2 separate regions of the Ovis aries genome follow, and region 2 is linked to region 1. The links are chromatin contacts, called in public Hi-C maps. All regions are on one chromosome and are shown on one strand. The core of a region is the stretch at or near the end of the contact, and the rest is flanking DNA. Distances in the headings are between cores, read along the strand shown.

Evidence for each region. A called contact is a pair of places that touch in the nucleus more often than the background predicts.
Region 2: a contact with region 1 is called in a Hi-C map of liver, with 4 times the contacts expected there. The contact joins the enhancer-like site here to the promoter of HGFAC in region 1. A contact is called at or near these places in 5 of 16 Hi-C or Micro-C datasets (blood, hypothalamus, liver and 2 more).

What each region holds. Positions count from the first base shown.
Region 1 is chr6:116,150,506-116,155,167 of ARS-UI_Ramb_v3.0, reverse strand. HGFAC (HGF activator) reads left to right here and starts at 2,778. Exons shown (of 13, transcript XM_060417699.1): 1 at 2,778-3,102; 2 at 3,608-3,776; 3 at 3,931-4,030; 4 at 4,249-4,328. The coding sequence starts at 2,782. It overlaps RGS12 (regulator of G protein signaling 12), which reads left to right. Exons shown (of 18, transcript XM_042251687.2): 18 at 811-1,295. The coding sequence ends at 1,034.
Region 2 is chr6:116,220,633-116,225,379 of ARS-UI_Ramb_v3.0, reverse strand. All of the region lies in intron 3 of RGS12 (regulator of G protein signaling 12), which reads left to right. Among named protein-coding and RNA genes, the nearest start is that of RGS12, 54 kb to the left of the region's middle. Within about 2 kb of position 2,864, at least 3 of the 54 cell types and tissues checked have an H3K27ac peak or open chromatin away from gene starts, as enhancers often do. A contact at or near this core is called in liver, where this site is marked.

The DNA.
Region 1 (4,662 bases), core at 1,529-4,028:
GCGCTCGGCCTGCGGTCTTGCTGGCGGAGCGGGAGAGCGTGGAGGTGGGCCCGAAGGGGCTCGGGGTCTGGGAGGCTGAGACGCCCCCAGTCAGCCCCCGGTAGGTGGACCACAGCGGAGCCAGGTCGGGAGGGCCCTGGGGGCCCCCTGTCCTGCCCTGGCCAGGGGGCCACGGCCCTGAGGAGCCAGCAGCGCTGCCCGTGGGTGCAGACCCCGAGTGCCTGCGGAGGGCCTTGCTCCCAGGGTCCAGCCCATCGCAACAGCCCCACCTGGTGCTCCGCGCTCCCGGGAGCCCCCGTCACGACCGCCTGCCCAATGCCCCTTGGCTGCAGACAGCCCCCCCAGGGAAGGAGAACAAGGGGGCGAGGGTGGGGCAGAGGGGAGCTGCCCTGCCTCTGAGCTCCTCCCGGAGGGACCCCCGCTGGGTGGGCCGTTCCCAGTCTCCTGGCTGCACTGGACCCAGGCAGGGAGCCCTGGGCGTCCCCTTGCCAGACGAGGGGCCCCGCTGGTCCCAGCACACCGAGCCCCCCAGGCCGGGCACCCCTAGACCCCGCCCCCAGCACTGAGGACCACAGCTGCCCTCACCGTGCCCGCTCTCCGGAGCCCACTGTCCCCCTCGGCCTGGGACCCTCCTCAGGGTACCTGCTGAGTGCTCCCCGGAGCACAGGCCAAGGGGCCCCAGGACGCACAGGGTGGAGGGGGTGGTGGTGCGGGAACCCCTTGGCAGGGTCTGAGCTAGGAGGGTGGCCAGGGTCTCCCGCCAGGGCGCACAGGCGGGTGATAGCCTCTCTCTTCTCCCCGTGACAGCAGGTGGGGCCCGAGGCAGCCGACGCCCCCCGGTCAGCACAGTCGTGGACGTGGACCGAGTCGCTGGCGAGCCACTGGGGCCAGCCGGCAGCATCCTGGGGGTGCGGACAGCCCCCTGGAGGCCACGGGCCAGCGGGGCCCCTACGTCGGCCCGCCCCGCCCCGAGCCCCGTCCCCGGGGGGCCCGCCAAGCCCAAGGCCAGCCCGCACCATGCCACCTTTGTCTGAGGCTGCCGCCTGCTGGCCCGTCCCTGCCGGCCAACTCTGCGGACCCTGCACCCGGGCTGCCGGCCGGGACACACACGCGTGGAGAGCAGTGGTCTTGAGGGAGGGCAGCTGAGCCCCTCGGGGGCCTCGGACAGGCCAGGTCAGCCACCCCCCGGCGGCCTGGCCTCAGATGCCCACCAGGGCCGGCTCAGAGGGCTGGTGGCCCTGCCCCTGCTGCTTGGCGCCCAGCCTTCCCACAATAAAGTGTCAGAGCGGACCCGACTGTCGGCCTCGTGCTGGGTCCTGGGGCACAGGCCCTCCCCCAGGGAGCTGTGGCCCCGGCATGTCACGGGGGGCCAGCTCAAGGGGGTGAGGTCAGAGGCGGGCAGGGAGACAAGGCTGATCAGAAGGGGGCGCGGGCCCAGCGTGTGGGCGGCTGGCTGAGGTCCTGCCCCGTCCAGGCCATGTCTTGTCTGCTTCACACCACCTGCCAGGGGCCCCGCAGGGTCGTCCTCTCAGGGCGGCCACCAATGGGGGTGGCGCTCTGCCTGGGGACCCCTCAGGCCACCCTGACCCTGGCCTCATTCAGACAAGTGGTCTGGCAAGGCCAGTCTGTGCAGTGACTGTGTCGGGGGAGCCCTGCCTGCCCAAGAAAGCCTGGGAAAAGGTGGCAGCCTGTGCCAAGGCCCTGAGGCAGGGGTCCGGAGGGGTGGGAGTGGCAGCCAGGCCCGGAGGCAGGGCACGGGGTGGAGGGAGGCAGAGATGGTGACACGGGCCCAGGTCCTAGGTGGACGGAGCCCGTGTGGGAAGCCCTGCCCACAGAGACGCCCTCCAGGCTTGCAGAAGGGCCCTAAGCCTCAGTGCCCCCGGGGCCACGGGGCTGTGCCCTGAGCTGAGCCCAAGGGCACCCACATGGAAGAGGGCCCAGCACCTACCACATCCAAGCTGGGTGCCCCCCGTTTCTGCGCTTCCTGTCTGCACAGAGGGCAAATGAGGGCCCAGAGAGGGCGATCTGGGGTGCCCACCAAGGCGGCTGCAGCGCCAGGCCAACCCCACCCTGGGCCAGCCCTTCCCTCCACCCCGTGTTGGCAGCTGAGCCGGCTCACAGGGATCGGGGCCCCCTGGCCTCCGTGACCCTCTCAAACTGACGAAGAGGGTCCCCGAGCAGCTCTGCTCACGGCTGCAGTCACAAGCCACAGGCCGCCTGGCGCAACGACTCCATGTCTGGGGGGCAACACCCCATCCCCGTTCATGGGTCAGGGAGCAAAGTGCCCCCAGACCAGGGCAGGGCCCCAAGCTGGGTCTCAGTGGGCCCAGATGCCTGGCCAGGGGCTCGGGATGGGGGAGGCAGGACGGCGCGGGTGGTCCTGGTCCTGGGCTTCCTGAGGCGGCGTCCCTGTGGGTCCAGGAGCTGTGGGGGGCAGGGGGCTGGGGGGAGGCCTCCTCCCTGCTCCCCTTGCACGGGGGCCCCATCCCAGGCTCACCTTGGGAGGGGACAGATGGAAACACTGTGGAGGGCGGCGGAGGTCCCTGTCCGGGGCCTTGTCCTTAACTCCCACCCCAGTGCGCATACGCTCCCCTGCGCCTGGCCTCCTGCCTGCCATGGGGCCGTGCCAAAGGGCCCAGCACATACAGCTGCTCTGGCTGGTACAGCTCATAAGCACACAGTGGCCAGCCCTCTGGCTGGGTGGGGACCGGAAGCTGGGGTTGGGGGGTCCAGGCCTCTTCCTTCCACGTCATCCTGGAAGACTTCCTGGAGGAGGCGTCTATGCTGAGCCTGGAGGACGCGGTCAGGTCCAGGAAGAGCATGGCGGAGGCAAGAGGGGACTGCTGGCCCAGGCAGGGTGAGCCGGGCGGCAGATACGGCAGACGTGCGGGCCTCCTGGCACGGGAGGCAGCCAGGGTTAATCATTTGCCGGCGGCCTTGACCCTCACCCTGCTCCCGCGTCCCGCTGCTCCTCACGCCAGCCCAGGAGGAGCCATGGGGTGCTGGGCCTGGGTCGCCAGCCCCTGCCCCCCGCCCAGGCCAGCCCTGCTGTTGCTGCTGCTGCTGCTGCTGCCTCACGGGGCACAGCCCCAGGCTGCCAGGGTGAGCGCTGACCCCAAAGCTCTGTGACCACAGGCTCCCCCGGGCCCACTCTGGGTCCTAGGGTGAGGTCAAGGCTGGGTGTGGACGGGGTGAGGGGCCCACCATGGGGAAAGTGGACCTTCGGTGCCGAGGTGGGCGTGTTGGGTGGGCCTGGGGGACAGGAGGCCGGGGGCTCCAACTTGCTGGTCCCCCGCCTGGGGGCTCAGGGGCTGGTCCCTGCCCTCTGGGCCTGTTGGGTCCACGTGTCTGAGGTTATGGGGGGCTCTGAAAGCCACACAGCTGCTCTCGTCTGACCCCAACCCCAGGATTCAAGCCTGGGTGGCAGTGATGCTGGTGTCCTGGCTCCTTGGACTGGGCGGATGGGGAGGGGACAGTATTCAGCTGAGGCCGGTGTCCCCTGGTCCCCACTCCAAGGCCTGAGGACGCTGACATGCAAATTGAGGCAGGTCCTCATGTGAGGGGCCCGCCCCACACCCCCCATCACAGCCCTCTCGGCCCTTCCCAGAGCCAAGGGGAGCCCCCAGGACACAACGCCACAGTGACTCCTGTGACCCCTGTAACCTCAGTGACCCCCAGCACTGCAGCCGTGGGAGCATCCCAGACAGAGGGGCCCCCTGGTGGAGGGCTCACCCCCCTGCCCTGGGGAGCCCCCTCCAACGGCCCTGGGGGCACAGGTGCGTTAGGAGGGCTTCTTGGAGGAGGCGGCAGGTGACCCCCAGACGGGGGTCTGGGGGGACCACCACAGCCCCGGGGGGTGGAGTGGGGTGGGTGATGGGGGTAGGGAGGTGTCCGGCGCAGGAGCTGTTGACCCCCATGTCCCCCCCCCAGCAGTGCTCACCGAGGCCGGGCAGCCCTGCAGGTTCCCATTCCGCTACGGCGGCCGCATGCTGCACTCTTGCACTGCAGAGGGAAGCGCCCACAGGAAGTGGTGGGTCCCGGTCCCCGCGCCCCCGAGTCCACCCTGGAGGCCCTCCCGCCCTCTGCCCTCCCGACTCCGGCCTGAGCCCAGCACGCAGCAGGTGGAGTGAACGAATGAGGGCCTGAGCGGGAGAGCGCTCCAGAGCGGCCAGCCAGCCAGCCTGAGTTGGGGTCGGGACGAGCTGGTCTCTGGGTGCCCTCCCCCATCAGCACCCGCCTCACCCCCAGGTGTGCCACGACTCACAACTACGACCGGGACAGGGCCTGGGGCTACTGTGTGCAGGACCCCGCTCCCCAGGGGGGCCCAGGTGGGTGCCTGGGGTCTGAAGCCGGGGGTGGGCGTGATCTCCTGTGGGGAGTCGGAGCTGAGCTGGGGTAGGGGCTCCTGTCCTGTCTGCGGCTCATTCTACTGCAGGCCTGGGGCCTGCAGGAGTGGGGAACACCCGCCCACCCACAAGGCAGGGTCCCGCCCTCTCTGGGGCCACAGAGCTGCTCTGGCTATTGCTGGGGCCTCGCCGCCCCCTGCTGGTCAGGCTGGGCCCTGCAGGTCCCCGTGCAGGGCGCTCCAGGGCCAGCGTGCTGCTTGTTGGGGTCCGGCTCTTGGGGTGTTGGATGCGGAGCCAGAGGCCTGCCTGCCCAGGC
Region 2 (4,747 bases), core at 1,615-4,114, 70 kb before region 1:
GGAAGCTAGCAGACACCAACAGAAGGATCGGTCGAGAGGGGCCACTTCCCAGCTCACTGTGCGAGGCCGCCAAAGCCGTGAACCCGGACCTGACAGACAGAGGAAAGGAGAGCTACGGGGCAGCTCACCGGTGAGAGACGCGGAGGGTCCTCAGCGGCACGTCACCTGGTCCAGCCTCATGCTTGTTCTAAGGACATGGTGTTTTTAACATTTGCAAATCAGTCATGTAATTTAGCACATTAACAGAGTAAAGGAGAAAAATCATGTATCATCTTAACAGAAGCAGGAAAGACATTTGGTAAAATTCAATATCTGTTCATGGTTAAGAAAAAAAACCCTTAACAAGATAGGGATTAAGGGGAACTTCCTTAATTTGATAAGGGTATTAAAAAAACCATGGCATGCTTCAGACTTGAGCTTTCCCTTTGGGAGCAGGAATGAGGAAGGATATCTGTCACTCCCATTTCAGTTTAAATGTTTTCTGCAAGTCCTGGTTCGTGTAGCACAACTGAAGTTTAAAACCTTGCAAAGGAAAATGACGATGTTGTCATTCTCGCATGATGAGGTTGTGACATGGAAAATCTGAAACAATCTATGGGTTCATTCTGAAATTGATGAGTGATTTAGGAAGATTGCTGGATAAATGGTCAACATACAAAAGTCAGCTGTGTGGGACTTGCGTGGTGGCCCAGTGGGTAAGAATCCATCTGCCAGTGCACGGGACGTGGGTGCCATCCCTTGTGGCGTGTGGAAGGACCGTGCCACAGGGCAGCTAAGCCCGTGCGCCACAGCTAATCCCCATGCACGCTGGAGCCTGCGGCACGAGAAGCCCGTGCCCCGCAACGAGAGAGCGGCCCCTGCTCGCTGCAGCTGGAGCAAGCCCATGAGCAGCAAAGAAGGCCCTCAGTCAGTTAAAAAAATGTAAAAAGTCAGTTGTAGATACAGTTAGAAAATGATGTATAGATTGGATGTAATTTTAATCAGAATCCCAACAGGTGATTTTGTTGAGCTTAAGAAGATAATTCTAAAAAATTTGTTGAAATGCAGATGGTCAAGTGTAGTAGCCAAGACATTCGTGAAGAGGAATGTTAGGAAGACGTCCTCTATCAGCCTCCAGAACTTATGAACTTAGAGCCGGGGAAGACCCTGTGAGTGTCAGTACAGAGAGACAGACAGCGGAGCAGCAGAGAGGGCAAGAGACAGACTCGCGCCTGTGGACGCGCCGGCTGTATGCAGAGCGGGGACGGCGTGGTCTTTCAGTGGTGCTGCGGTGAGGACGGGTCTACGTGGAAAAAGAGGGAAAGAAAGGGAAGCTGGATTCTCTCCCGTGCTGTGCAGACAGAGTTAATCCAGCTGTGTCGGAAATCTTCCTGGGAAGGGCAAAGCGAGAGTCAGTGGAGGATAAAGTAGACGCTCATCTTCGTGGTGCTGGGGAGGGAAAGACTTTCTAAGCTGGACACAAACTCTAAACGCCGAGATGGACTCTGACCCAGGAATGCTCAGAACCTACCTTCGTCCCAGCACCCCATCTCTAGGGTGGACGGGGGCACGAGTGCGGCAACCCTCAGAGGCCCTGTGTCCCCATGGCGCCCAGCAAGCAGAGCAAAGCCGGCAAGAGATGCAAACCGGCCTTTGATGAGAGATGACACCCAGTGGCAAGCCCAGCTCTGGTGGATCCAACCACAGAAGTTGTCAGGGAAGCAAACAGCAGTCCGTGAGGTCCACACTGCAGAGTGTCCGACATGGAAAGACCAGTGGACCGTGTACATGTTGGTGTGGATGTGAAGCAGCCGGACTCTTGCCTAGTGGGCGTGAGTGTCCGCTGTTCGCAGCGACATTGAAGGCACAAGAGTCCCTCCCTTCTGAGACGACAGCCTGTGGATCAAGGGACAGGCAGCAGCTCAAGGCAGCATCGCCACAGGCCGCCTTTCCACTGCAGCGCGACTGGGCTGATGCCCCAGCCACCTCGGGATGGACAGGCAGGTGCCGCGGGGCGGGCAGGCACTGCAGAACTCTCTGCACGCCCCGTCCGTGTAGCTGTGGCCCGGGGTGGCATGTCCAGTGCAGAACCGTAGAGAGAAGTGGGCACCGATGACACTTTTCCCTGTGACCTGTGGGGCCGCGTGGGCTTCACGCTGGCTCTGCTTGTTCTCTGTTCTGAACGGGTAGCTTCCTGGGAGTGCCACATGCATGATCGTGTGTCCTCCGGGCCTGTGAGTGCTGAGTGGGCAGTGCAGCCCGTGAGCCTCAGAGGGGTGTGCAGGAGGGGACAGGGAGGGGGCTCAGGAGGGTTTGCAGGAGGGTGGGGCCAGGAGGGAGCCTCAGGTGGGTGTGCAGGAGGGGCCGGGAGCCTCAGAGGGGTGTGCAGGAGGGTGGGGGCCAGGGAGAGGAGAGGTGCTGCTGGCAGTTGGGGGTGTATGGGGTCCCCCCTGGGGGGATCCTGAGATAGGAGGTGTGGAAGCGACAGGTGAGTTTCTGTATGTTGTGGTCCTGACCACAGCAGACGGTCACCGAGAGGCGGGGTCCTGAGAGGTGGGGCAGGGGACTGGGTCAGCAGAGGCCCGCCCCTGCCCGCAGGTGTACAGCCGGCCTCGGAAGGAGGTCCTCGCCTCTGTGTGACATCTTCAAGGTGCCCAGGGCCTTGAAGGGGGCGCCAGGTGTGGGGATCAGAGCTGAGCAGTGCAGGCCTGGGGGAGCGGCTCTGGAGCCCAGCCCCCAGGAGCCGGCCCTCCCGTCCCCACTGAGAGCCGTGCTGTGTGTGGATCCGGGTGGGCCTCTGCTGACCGCGGGCAGGAGTCTCTGCGCCTGCTCCCTCCGCCAAGGGCCGCCTGTGAGTGGATCCAGGAGCTGTGACAGGACTGGCAGTGCCCAGTCTGGACAGCAGGGGGCGCTGAGGCCATGCGTTTCCCCCCCGGGGGAGCGAGTCCAGACTCCCTGCGGGGGAGCCGGGTAGGGGCACTTTGGGAGGAGGGTGGCTCTCCGTGGTCCCTCCGATGCCGGTGTTGAGGTCGAGTGAGTTGCTTCACGTGAGCTCTGTGGGGATGACCCCCAAAACAAAGGCAGGGGACCCCGAGCTGGACCTCAGATCTGAGGCTGACGGAGAGGTTCAACCTTCCAGCCCCTGGCTCACCTCTGGGGCGCTCTGGGCAATTTACAGAGTTCACATGGTCTGGGGTGAAATCTCCCCAGACATTTTGAAACGAGCTCTTTTTACCTATTTCTTACTTTTGCTGCTTTGCTCTTTCCAGGAAAATTCAACTTGGGATTTTGCTTATTTTCGTCTGTCCGTGCTAGCGTACTCTTTAAATTCTTTACGTAGGAAGCCATCTTTCCTCTCGCTGAGATCCTCTTGACTTAGGGGCACACGCTAGGGCCTCCCAGGGCCTTGTCTCCTCCTTTAGGGACTGTTTATGGAATGTCGACTGGGTGTGGACAGCCCTGCGCGAAACTGCTGCCAACCCTGCCGCGGAGGACTGGCTTCCCGGCCGGATGGGTGGACGCGAGGGGTGGCAGTCGGCTTTAGAAAGGATCCCTCGGCTGCTTTGCCAAGAGTAAACAGGAGGGACGTTGGGGCAGGAAGGGGCCCTTAGGATTACGTTTGGGGCCACACGGTGGTCTGGGTGAGGGGAGGGCTTGGGGAGCGGGGGGCTTGGACCAGTAGACGGCGAATGGTCAGGTGTCTCAACTCAGACTGGAGAATCTCGCCCGGGGCTCACAGCTGAGCCCAGGCGGCTGCAGGAGGCCTGCGGGGAGGAGCTGGGGGCGGGCGAGGCTGGTTTCCCGGGCACCTCCCCGATGGTCCCCATCGTCACTGCGGACGGCCCTCCTCTTCCTTGGGAAGTTTTGGGCATCCCCCAGAGTGGCTGGTCTGACCTTCGCTGGCCTCCTTCTCCTGGTTCAGGTTAGGGGCCCGCCTCCTCTGGGAGGGGTGGGAGCCAGGGGCCTCTCTGAGGTTGTCCACCCTTGTCCTCTTGACCAAGCTGGACAGCTCCATGCCACTGGCACTTGCCAGGCTTCTTAGGGGCTGTGCTGGACTTCTCACCCTGTCTCTGAGCCCACCCCCATCTGGCGATAGGTCTACACCACCAGGACGCGGTGGTGAGTGTGGTGGGTGCCCAGAATGTCTGGTCCCTTGCTCCAGGAGCTCCAGGAGGCCCTCCAGGCTCTGCCACCCAGGGTGCTGCCTGGCAGAGGGGCATTGTGGCCCGATTCTCACCTCTTCTCTTCCTCTCTTTGCCCTGTGGACAGCAGAGGAGGGGCGGACTGATAGCCAAAGGGGAGACGGAAAGAGCCCCAGAGACACAGAGGAGCCCAGAGCGCACAGCTCCACGTGGACCCGGCAGGGCTGGGCCACCTTTCGGGCTGAGTGTGATAAAAAGACCTGTGAAGTGACACCTTGCTGCTTGTGCAGGCTCACAGGGACGTCTGTGCAAGACGGTGGAAATACAGACCAAGTGGGGACCTGAGGGCTGAGCTCCGGACGCTGTACCAGGAGGTTGTGCCTGTGGGCGGGGCCTGTCCCATAGTTTCTTTTCCTTCTTGGTCCCTGTTAGTCTGGCTAGGCTCTGCCTGGGGGCCTTTGCAGACTGCTGTCCTCTGCTCTGGCGAGGGGTCACTGCCTCCCCCCAAACCCTGTGAATTAGTGCATGGCCCTCGGAAGTCAGCGAGGAGGACAGTTAGGGTCACCAAGTCAGGGGCTCGGCTGATCCCCATGAAAACCGCAGGGTCACCCCCCAGAACCCTCCCG